2 separate regions of the Gasterosteus aculeatus genome follow, and region 2 is linked to region 1. A link is a contact called in public Hi-C data. All regions are on one chromosome and are shown on one strand. The core of a region is the stretch at or near the end of the contact, and the rest is flanking DNA. Distances in the headings are between cores, read along the strand shown.

Evidence for each region. A called contact is a pair of places that touch in the nucleus more often than the background predicts.
Region 2: a Hi-C map of skeletal muscle shows a contact between it and region 1, with 1.5 times the contacts expected there. The contact joins the enhancer-like site here to the promoter of LOC120828932 in region 1. A contact is called at or near these places in 3 of 6 Hi-C or Micro-C datasets (liver and skeletal muscle).

Annotation. Positions count from the first base shown.
Region 1 is chr2:2,624,073-2,629,379 of fGasAcu3.hap1.1, reverse strand. LOC120828932 (membrane-associated guanylate kinase, WW and PDZ domain-containing protein 1-like) reads right to left here and starts at 1,460. Exons shown (of 20, transcript XM_078086142.1): 1 at 679-1,460. The coding sequence starts at 982.
Region 2 is chr2:2,663,491-2,669,155 of fGasAcu3.hap1.1, reverse strand. LOC120828932 (membrane-associated guanylate kinase, WW and PDZ domain-containing protein 1-like) reads right to left here. Exons shown (of 20, transcript XM_078086142.1): 3 at 4,241-4,360; 4 at 2,133-2,321; 5 at 1,204-1,444; 6 at 470-552. Among protein-coding and RNA genes, the nearest start is that of LOC120828918, 23 kb to the left of the region's middle. Within about 2 kb of position 2,000, at least 2 of the 9 cell types and tissues checked have open chromatin away from gene starts, as enhancers often do.

The sequences.
Region 1 (5,307 bases), core at 211-2,710:
ATAAAGAATCCGAGTAAATAGACAACACACCCCTTGAATGCCAAAATGTAGAATCATATCGTCGATGCTGTATGATATTGCTAATTATTTTCGTGTAATGTTGCCATCAGCTGATTCCTTTGTTAGGGAGCAAACATCAAGCCCAAACGTCCCTGAGGTACCAGTCAGCCTTTGCCAAGTAGAACACAAACATTTGATTATAAATCATGCAAGAGAACAACATGACAGATAAATAAACTGTAGATGACTGTACAATAGATTTCCTATTGATCGAAGTGAGGTGCGGTGGTAATTTGGGTATAACGTGCGTTATTCTCCTTCGGCCCCATCAGGCCGATAAAGCTTTACATGTCGGAAGAACAGTCTGCAAGAGGGCCATACCGTGACCCCCCCGACCCCCCCCCCCCCCCCCCCCCCGGGTCCGACCCCTCGGTGATGCTGAGGACTGAATGAGGGCAGGGGGACTGTCGGAGCCGCTCCACATCAGCCCGCTCCTCCGCCCTACTTCACCCATCAGCGTGTTGTTGGATGCGCCCATGCTGGCATTTATGAAACATCTTCCCCTGGGACTCTGGTGCACGTGTGCTCATCTCACGCACACGCGCACACACACACACACACACACACACACACACACACACACACTGTGACCCAGGGACTTTGATCAGGTTTTCTTACCTTGACGCACAGTTTTTAACCGGACGGGCCCCTCGCAGCACGTCATCGCATTAGAAATGTCATAGAGGGGTAATCCGGACACGGGGAGCCCCTCCACCTCCAGGAGCAGCTCCCCCTCCCGCGGGCCGCCGTCCCGGCAGACCGCGTCCTCCTCCCCCTCCTCGGCCCGCCCGATGTACGGGAACTCTCCGTTCTCCGCTCCGCCGCGGAGACGCACGTTCAGCTCCCCGCGCGCGTCGCGCGCCACCAGGCACTGGTTCACTTTGGCGCTCCAGTGGTTCCGCCTCTGGAGCGCTTTGGACATGGTGCCCTCGGGTCCCGCGCGCACTCACCGAAACCCCCGCTAGTTCCACGGAACGCTGCAAAAACCGGCCGATGCATAGCAAAGAAGTAGTCCCAGCGGGCGGAAGACTTCGGGGCGTCCGGGTGTCATTCTGCCCCCCCCACCCCACCCCCCCTCCTCTCGAGACGCGTCGCCCGTCCGGGGGACGTCTGGAATCCGAATGGGCTTCGCTTCTTCTGTCGTTGTTTCGGTCAGTGTTCACGCGCTCCAGTCCCTCGCGGTGGGGTCTAATAGACCCTTCTCCTCATGTCCGATAGAATTCAGCCCCCCCCCCCCCCCCGCCCCCTCCCGCACTTTCCTTTTGCTTTTTGTTAGAAAACTTTCCCAGGTCGTAGAAACAAACGTTCACCTGTTCCCGCGAGCGGCGGCTCCTTTAAACAGGTAACGAGGCAAGTTCATCCCCGCTGCTCCTCCTGCGCTGTGGGTGGAGGAATGACGTGGAAGGGGGAGGGGGGGGGGCGCATGCGTCCAGCTGCTGCTGAGGGAAAATCCTCCCCCGACCACACACACACACACACACACACCTACCCGAGTCCTTCCCGCACGCGGATTACAGAGAATCTCCGCGTCTAATCCCCCCCCCCCCCCCCAAGAGGCTCCAGCATTTAGACTTAAACCATAAAGCTTCATCCAGTCTCTCTTTTCATGTATTTTTATTCACTTATTCATTTAGGACACGCTTGGAGGAGGAGGAGGGGGGGGGGGGGGGGTGTTGAGTGGTAACCTGCCTCTTCCCATCAGAAGCCACTCACATGCACGCGCTGTTCCCTCAGTGTAAAACAGTGCATGTGATGTAAAGCATGAGGCGGGTCAATGAGGTTAATGAGGTCAGATGAGTGAGTGTGGCACCTTTTCAAGTTGGTGGTGATGTCACTTCCTTTATAGCATGACGGTAGCTTTTTGCTTCAAGCTTCAACATAAACGTGTTAAATCGAGGATATTTTCTTGCTGTAAATTTCCTAAAAAAATCTGCAATAACACAAAACATCACGGAAAAAGTCCAGCTGGATTGTTGTGCCAATGGCAACTTCCTGGCCGGCCCACCAAAATAAAGCATGCCTGCTCCTCCATTACTCTCATGATGTTGTGTTTTTCATTGTTTGATGAAGTTACCAAGAGCATTTTATTTTCCTCTCCTCAAGCCGACCGAACAGAAGCCAAACGCATCTTTAGATTGTAACAAAGAAAATACGCTCGGCGGCGTCGAGTCGCAGGGATCAGGTGAGACACACATGCCTCTGCTCTCTGAGCCCCCCCCCCCCGCAGATAGAGGGCAGTGACCTGCATAGCGATTAGCGGTGGGAATCTCTTGGCACCTCACGATTCGATTCGATTCCGATTCAGAGGTCAACGATTCGATTTTAAACCGATTATCGATTCTAAAAAGATTATCGATTCTAAACTGATAAAACGATTATCGATGCATCTCAATTTTCTGAATTTTCTCAAATCTGAGTTTGCTACTCAGAGGTCGCTAATCATTTCCTACTTTATTTGATAATTAAAGAAAATCAACAGATGAATTACTTTCTCTAATTTTTTACAAGAGAAAAAAAAATCTTTGCCACAAATCTGATTTTCTATCAACGATGCAAGAACCAACGCAGCTTGCATTTCAACACAATATGGAAGTAGCCTTTGTAAAAAAAACATTAAACAGATTCATTTTTCTTTTAAATGAAGAAACTTCTCTTAGTCTCAGGCCGGTCCGTATTTGTAAAATACCAGAAAAAAGTCAAAATCTGTGAATATCTCGCCAACTTTCAATACGGATCGACTTTTTGTAAAATGGAAATAATGAGGTAAGATCTGCGCAGGCTCCTCCATAGTTCGGTAAAGTTATTAGAGATTCAGATTCAGACTGACGGACCGGTCTGCGAGCTGGACGCATCGCTCTTAATGTGCCGGTAATGATGGTAAATGATGGTTGTAGCTGGTTGTCATCGACGGTCCACTACGATCACCGAAGGGGGGCGTTTGTTTTTTGACAACGTTTTATCTCATAATTTTATCCCCTTACATTAGTGCAGAAATGGGCTTCTATAGTTGTGTGAATGCATCACTCTATATATTTTTTTAATTCCGATTATTAACTTTTCTGAATCGAGACCGAATCGTTCTAGAGAGAATCGAGAGAAATCGAAAAAATCGGAGGCCCAACTGGTGAAATGCTGCGTGCTAACCCTCCGAGCGGCGAGTCACAGGGCGTGTTTGTTTTCATGGGTGACGGCAATTGTCCGTCCGAACCTCTGGAATGCCGCAAGTCCACAATCGATGCGCGGTCATCAAACATTAACCAGCGAGTCAATACAAGAAACTTCAAAGATACTTCAGCCCCATAAAGAAGAGACTGGAGGTGTTTCTCTCACCATTGAATTAACTGTTTGTCCGATGCTTGACATATTTGCCAAATAATATAAAAAACGTTCCTGGAGAAGTGAGTCGCATCGGGACGAATGGCCTCATGCCGACGCTCAGAAGACGATCACAGCAGCAGAAAGTAAAGAATCAAAAGCTCAATACGGACCGTGAGGTTATTTTCATGGTTGCTTATTATTTATTCAGAGAAAGGGCCACCAGCTGAATGTGAGGAGAGGAAGACGGCGCTGGATTATGGAATGCCGTTTTAGTCTAAATTAAATAAATGAATAAATACGTAAATACATGAAATATGCATTTGAAATACATCAGGAAATAAATAAACGAGGCAATAAATACATAAATATTAAATACATTTAATTATTTCATGGTACTTTTATTTCATAATGCCACTTTTCATTTCATGGTACTTTTATTTCATAATGTTACTTTTCATTTCCAGAGTCTTTTATTTCATAATGCCGTTTTTCATTTCATGGTACTTTTATTTCATAATGTTACTTTTCATTTCCAGAGTCTTTTATTTCATAATGTTACTTTTCATTTCCAGAGTCTTTTATTTCATAATGCCGTTTTTCTATTTCATAATAGTAGCCTACCATGAAATGAAAGGTGGCATTATGAAATAAAAGTACCATGAAATAATTAAATGTATTTAATTTTTATGTATTTATTGCCTCATTTACTTATTTCATCATGTATTTCAAATTCATATTTCATGTATTTATTCATTTATTTGATTTTGACTAAAACGACTTTCCATACTTGATGCTTCTGTGCTGTTGTATATTTGTTATTGTTGTAATTGAGGTTTTCTGAACTTTTGTGTTTTTGGGTAGATGCGTAAGATGTGACCTGCAGCAGCGTGACCTCCTCCAGCGGTCTGAAGTAAATATCACTGTGCCAGCCAGGGGGGAGTGTGTGTGTGTGTGTGTGTGTGTGTGTGTGTGTGTGTGTGTGTGTGTGTGTGTGTGTGTGTGTGTGTGTGTGTGTGTGTGTAGGCCGATGCCTTCACTTACCTTCTTGTGCATGTGAGAGAGATTAGCGCAGTTGAACAGCTGGTCAGCAAGAATTATTTCTGTTCCACATGAAAACGAATACCCACAAGCCCCGGCGGTGCATCGCACACATGCACACAAGTATTGGTAACCTGAGAAAGCTTAGAAACCGCTTTGTGGAATACAGAGCGTACTGACGCAGAGAGATTAATTCAGAGCATTGTGAGTTTGTGTGTGTGTGTGTGTGTGTGTGTGTGTTGTGTGAAAACATGACAAACACACTCATGCACACCTGCGAGGGATCAAATGGCTGCAGGGTTTGTTAAATAGTGAATCCTCTTAATCCAACTGTCCTGCAGGAAACAGGGTTCAAATCTTCTCTTTGGGATGCAGAGAAAAATACATTTAAAAAACGATGTCCTTACAAAATGCCGTCTAATAGCAGAGGAGGGGGGGGGGATGTGGCACGATTCAAACAAACCCTCGGGCCAAAATAACGTTGTAACCGCTTGCGAGGATCATCTCGACCACACATCAAAGTAAGTAGGGCATCGGCGAGGTCTTACGAGGGGGAGGACGCGCCATGACAAAGCAAATGGAGGTTGTCAAGCGTGGGATATTTTACTCTGGACCCCCACACACACACACACACACACACACACACACACACTCCCTTACGCAAGACCCGCCACGCCTGGCTGCGGGCGTCGGAAAGCGGGCCGTCCCCGTGCACCGGGCCTTCCCCCTCGCTGGCTCTGATCCACGCGGCGCACAACGGGAGCGGACAGCGAGCAGCGTTGAATTATTCAGGCACAGAGAAATAAAGAAAAGGCCAAGTCGGTTGTTCATGCAGACTTCCCGCAGCGGTGATCTGTGTGCGATTCGTTTTGCATGTCTGCACACCGGTGA
Region 2 (5,665 bases), core at 751-3,250, 39 kb before region 1:
GGACAGGTGGGACGGGGATGGAGGGTGGAGCACAGGTGGGACCGGGGTAGAGGACAGGTGGGACGGGGATGGAGGGTGGAGGACAGTTGGTACGGGGATGGAGGCGAGGTGGGACGGGGTGTAGGGTGGAGGACAGGTGGGACCGGGACAGGTGGGACGGGGATGGAGGACAGGTGGGACGAGGACAGGTGGGACGGGGATGGAGTCCAGGGATGAAAGAAAGGAAGACAGAAAACTCCTTAGTTTCTAAAGCTGAACATGAACACGTTCTCACCACTTGATGGAGCAATTCTACAATCTGAGAATTCCACACGACTTGGAATTCATCAAATGTGTTTATTTGGAAATCATTTGTCTTGTTTTTAGTTTTTTTTTTAACTACTCACTACACCCGAACGCGTCCCCGAGGAGGCCGCGGGGCCTCGGGCGGCGCCGGCGACCTGCTTTGTGGCGACGGGTGGAGGCTTACCATCGTCGTCACACTCCTCCGGCGGCCGCGAGGCTTTGTCTCTGCACCGGGGATCCATCCACGACGTGGTCTTCGTGTTGTGGCTGAGAGGAAACAGACAAGACAACAACGAGGGGGGGGGGAGGAGGTCAGGGGTCATTCAAGGCGTCAAACAGACACACGAAACCAGCACAGCAGCCAATAAGAAAGTGAACCGCGTCAGCGAGTTTACAGAAGGGACAGAAAGGCGCCCGCGGCGAGGAGGAGGGGGGGGGGGGGCAAACGAGCCCGCGGGAGCCGACTCAAACAACCGCGACTTCTCGACCTCGATCGTTTAAAAAAAAACAAGAACATACTGTAAATCGGTGATAGCAGAAATGAACATACAAGCTCTGAAAACACACAGCCGTGTCCGGGTGGCGTGTCTTTGCCGTGCTGCGGAGAGGACAGAGAGGTGGAGGTAGTCAGGACGTGATCTCCTTTAGAGATCGGGACATGCAGGGATTAACAGGAAAGCAGCGGCACCCAGAGGGCTGGGCAGGTTGGCTGGGGAGGCCTAAAAAAACCAAATAATGGGGTGGGGAGGGGGGGGGGAGGCAAGGGGGAGGGGGAGGGGGGAGACAAGCCACTGGACGAACAAAAGGGATAATTGTGCAGGTAAAATACAGGAAAAAAAACACCAAAATGAGCTGCGGCGTGAGGTGCTCCAGAGGAGAAAGGTGAGCGCGCGGCGCCGCGGCCTCGCTGATACATACTCTATGAAGTAGAGCTCGCCGCTCTCCGTGTACGCCATCTCCCAGTTGTCGGGCAGCGGGCCCTGCGGCTCCTCCGGGGACACCTGCGGCTCCGCCAGCGTCTGCTGCCCGCTCTCGGCGGTGCAGGCGGCCGCATTGTTCAGACCGCAGGAGGGAGCGTTGTCGCGGGCGGGGTACGGCCGGAGGGCGGCGCCGGGGCCGCCGCCGCCGCCGCGGCTCTCGTCCTGGTCGCTGGGGTTACCTGCGCACAACAGAGGAGAGGGGAAGAGGCTACGCACTAGAGAACCTGGGTCACGGCACGCGGGGGGGGGGGGGGACGACGAGGACAGAAGGAGAAACAAAAGCCGGGGGTTACGACCTGCGCATGCAAGAGGACAACAGGTGACAGAAGCACACATGCTCACTCTCTAATTACCCCCCCTCCCACCCGCCAAACAGAGCAGGGGCAGATTCCTCAGCAGCAAGGGACAAAAGGAAACCATTTGTTGACCGTTACCGGTCCGCGGCCCGGTGGTTGGGAACCACTGATCTTGTAAAGATCATGTAAATTATTGAGCATAACATGCAGGGCGGGTGGGGGATGTGTGGGGGAGGCGAGGGAGGGGGGGAGGTGAGGGGGAGGCTTCTGCCAAGATGTACAGAGGGAAAAAGGGAACACTTGATGAACACAAGTGCATTGTGGGAGGAGAGGATGCTACTTCCCCCCCCCCCCCCCCCCCCCCCCTCCCCCTCCTCGCAGGCAGATGGCGGTGTTCAGAGGCTCACGGAGGAAAAAAAGAAAATAAAAGGAACCACAAAGGCATGATGTAACCGGCAGACACCACAGAGCGGCGCGGAGGGTGGTAAACACACACACACACACACACACACACACACACACACACACACAAGGGGGGGGGGGGGTCGGCGTGGAGGTCGACGCCCCTCACCTGTAAAACTGTTGTTCATTTCCGAGGCCTGGTCGTCATCGTCGTGGTCAGCAGGCACTACGCGGCCGTGTTGCATGTCATTGTAGGACTTTGTGCGCTTCGGGGTGGACTGCTGGGAGCCGGCATGGCCGGCAATCACTGTCCCGCCGACGGGCTGCCTCGGCGGCTTGGGGGTCCCGTAGTAGTTACCTAGGCAACGAGGAGGACATTAGCATGCTTGAGAGAGAAGCCCGCAGAGGGAGACAAGACGAGACAGGGAGAGGGGAGAGGGGATTTAAGAAAAATAAATGAAAGGGGGGGGGGGGCGTAAAGGTTGGCGGGAAAAGACGCCGGGAGGAGGCGAGGAAGCTGAGCAGAGCAGGAGAGTTCCAGTCGGTGTTTGAGCTGCATTGTCTGGACTGCGAATGCCGACCGAGCACTAAACAATGGAGCGGCTCACAAAAACCCCGCTTGTTTTAGCAGCTTTCTTTTCGACTGATACGGTTTCAGCAAAAAAACACGTTTCTTTATCGTTATGGTAACGATAATGTACCCATTCACTCTTTGTGAATAGGAGAGAAAGAGGCCCCCGTGGCCCCCGCGGGACTCACGCAGAGCATGTGAGCCTTCAGGGAATCCTGACCAGAGATGAGGCCTTTCCACACGGGGACGTGACCAATGAGCAACGCAAAAATGCTAAACATTCCTCATGGAAACTGTGCATATCGACGTCGATGTCGATTTGTGACAGACTGTGACAGTCAGCAATTGTTCAAATTGAAAAGTTCAAATAAATTCTTGCAGGAAAACGGTCCCAGAGCTGCTAGAACTTCAGCGGAATCCTATGAGGGGATTTCTGCTCCCTCGGGTCAACAGGTACTTTACATACGGTATTTGTTTATTGTGAAAGGAAAGAATGGAAGGAGTGGATCGTGGCTTCGTTGCCTTTGTTAGCATAGATGCAAATGGATCTCTTGAACCCGCCAGGTGGGTGAAGGCGTCTACATGAGAAGTTGAAGCCACTTCGATGTCTGTCGGTCGATACAAAGCCTGACAGTCAAAGCGTTTCGTTCAGGGACCAGAAGGTTAATCGAGGTGGAGCCTTGCTGGACCCTAAAAACTGTCCTGGGGAGATTTGAAGACGTTTAGTTCTGGGATTTAAAAATATGTTGAGGCAGAAACCTTCTGGGAATCTAAAACCTTTCCGCTATTTTGTTCTTTGACCTGTGTTTTCTACTTGTTTATTGTCGTTAATATCCCAATGAATGTTCTTAATATTAGTTAAATGTCCTCTTTGTTTGCCATATGTTTTAAAGCTTTTAAATGTAACAACCTGTTAGCATAGCTTAGCATTCGGACCGGAAATAGCTAATCCAGCTTTCTCAAGAAAATCCAGCAAGCAGCTCGTCCAACGTTTCCTCCCATCGCGTTTAATCCGTAATCGCTATTGATCTTCTCTTCCAGCTGTCTGCAACAAAGCAAATCACTTCCATATTTTCCAAAATGCCAAACTACTTCCTGAACATTTTCTATTCAGCCACGAGTGTTGATGTTCCCCGTCAGCGCTCTGCCAATGTGATTGAACAATCGCACATCCATAGACCGCGCGAGCCGTGTATTAATGAATCAATAGTGTCGTCTGGATGGAGACGGGCTCCTGTGGACGGGCTCCTGTGGACGGGCTCCTGTGGACGGCTATTTGACATTGCCCGCGTGAAAGGCAGAAACGTGCCAACACACAGCGGAACCAGTGCCAAGCAGATTAACGTCGCACAATCACACACAAACACGCACGGGCTCGACTTAGCCGTGCACCACACGCATGCTCTGGAGCAAACACAAAGCGCACACACACACACACACACACACACACGGATGTTTACACAGCACGGTTTGTGTCGGTACGAGACTTAGCGCTGTCCTAATCAGAGTGAGAGGGGCAGATGTGGAGTGACCGGCTGTCTCCTGAACGCACCGCCCCCCCCCCCCCGTCACGAACAGGCATAATCTGAATCGACCGAGCGACAATCTTACAGCCCGCCTGCATGTAGGAGGACGCGCGCGTCGCGTCGCTACGCTCGTTGTGCCCGTGGGAGAATCGGCACACCTGCGTCGGTACGAATCCTCACCGTCATACGTTCCTATTTCCAGCAGTGTGCCGCTGTCCTCGAGTTCCAGGAAGTCCTCCACCGACAGGAAGTTGTAATCCACCCCTGGGACCTCTCCGTCTCGAGGGGCCCGGGTCGTACCTGGGGACAGGGGGGATAAACAAACAAACACAGTTGTAAGTCGCTTGCGGTTAGCTTCTATCAGCCCGTCACCGGTGAAACCCACGGGGCCTCCTGGAGGTTTCTGGTCCTTTATTGCTGGTGGTTAAACACGTCGTTACGAATGCTTTACTGCATTTCTGCTAATAGATCATCCATTCTAAATCCTTCACATGGGGCCCGTAATGTCGCGGATTCCTTTGTGGCACAACCAATGAAAAAGGTGCCCTGAGCCTCGTCCCCTCCCGCAGCTAATGATTAGTGGTCCGCGGCGTTTTTTCCGCTTTGTGGAAGGAAGCTGACGCCAGACAATGGAGACGGAGGCTTTTGTGTCTGCGTCTGAGGTGACGGTTGGTCGATGGACACCGACATCGGCCCCCGAAGGTGACGGCCGTCGTCTTTAGTCGAGGTACGATTCTGACCTGAAGATAAGGTCACGGGGTGAAATGCCAGCGGATCATCAGGGTGATTGCGTTTCCTCCGATCCGCCCAATAGCGTTGGGCGGAGACCACAGACCGGCTGCCGATCAACCGTAACCAAGGTTACCGAGCTGAATGAATGTCGGGAAAAGAAATTCCCACAATCCAACAGAGTAAATGTTGAGATAATTAACAGGATGAGGGGGCCGTTTGACTTCCTGGTGGGCGCCAAAGGAACATTTAAGGGATTACCAAAGACCCTTTCAATAGTTTTCCCGATTAGCCAAAAGTGTCGACCCGTTAGTGGTGCTTGAGAATAATCCAAACCAATCAAAAACACATATTTCAGTGCGAAACCACAGTGGAGGACTATTGTTAGCACCGTTAGCTCAACGCCCCAACGCGGCCCGAAAGCGTGTCGAAAGAAAGACTCAAAATGAAGAGCGAATGTCCTTCGGAAGGCGGAGGTTAAAGCTAATCACCGCTTTAGCCTCCCCGCTGTGTTCTATTCTGGACGAGCCAGAGCGCTCGCGTTCGACACAAGGTCCTTCCTGGCTGGAGGTGTCGACCTGAGCGTCTCCAATATCCGAGCTCACACTCTGCACCCCTGAGGGCCCGTCCAGCCCGAAGACGCCGGGTGGCAAGCAAGTCTTCAAAGTGCAAAGGGCTACGCCGCCACTGCCCTGCAACAGGCACATTCCCTCCGTGGCCATTCCTCCTCCTGCCATTTTAAGAATGATTCTCAAGGTGAACTCACGAGGAACCGCAGGAGATCCGGGGCGTCCAGATGTAGCGGTGCGAATCGATCTGAAACGACGCCGAAAGCGGTTATATTATAAATCATTTAACTGACCGTTTACAGCGGCA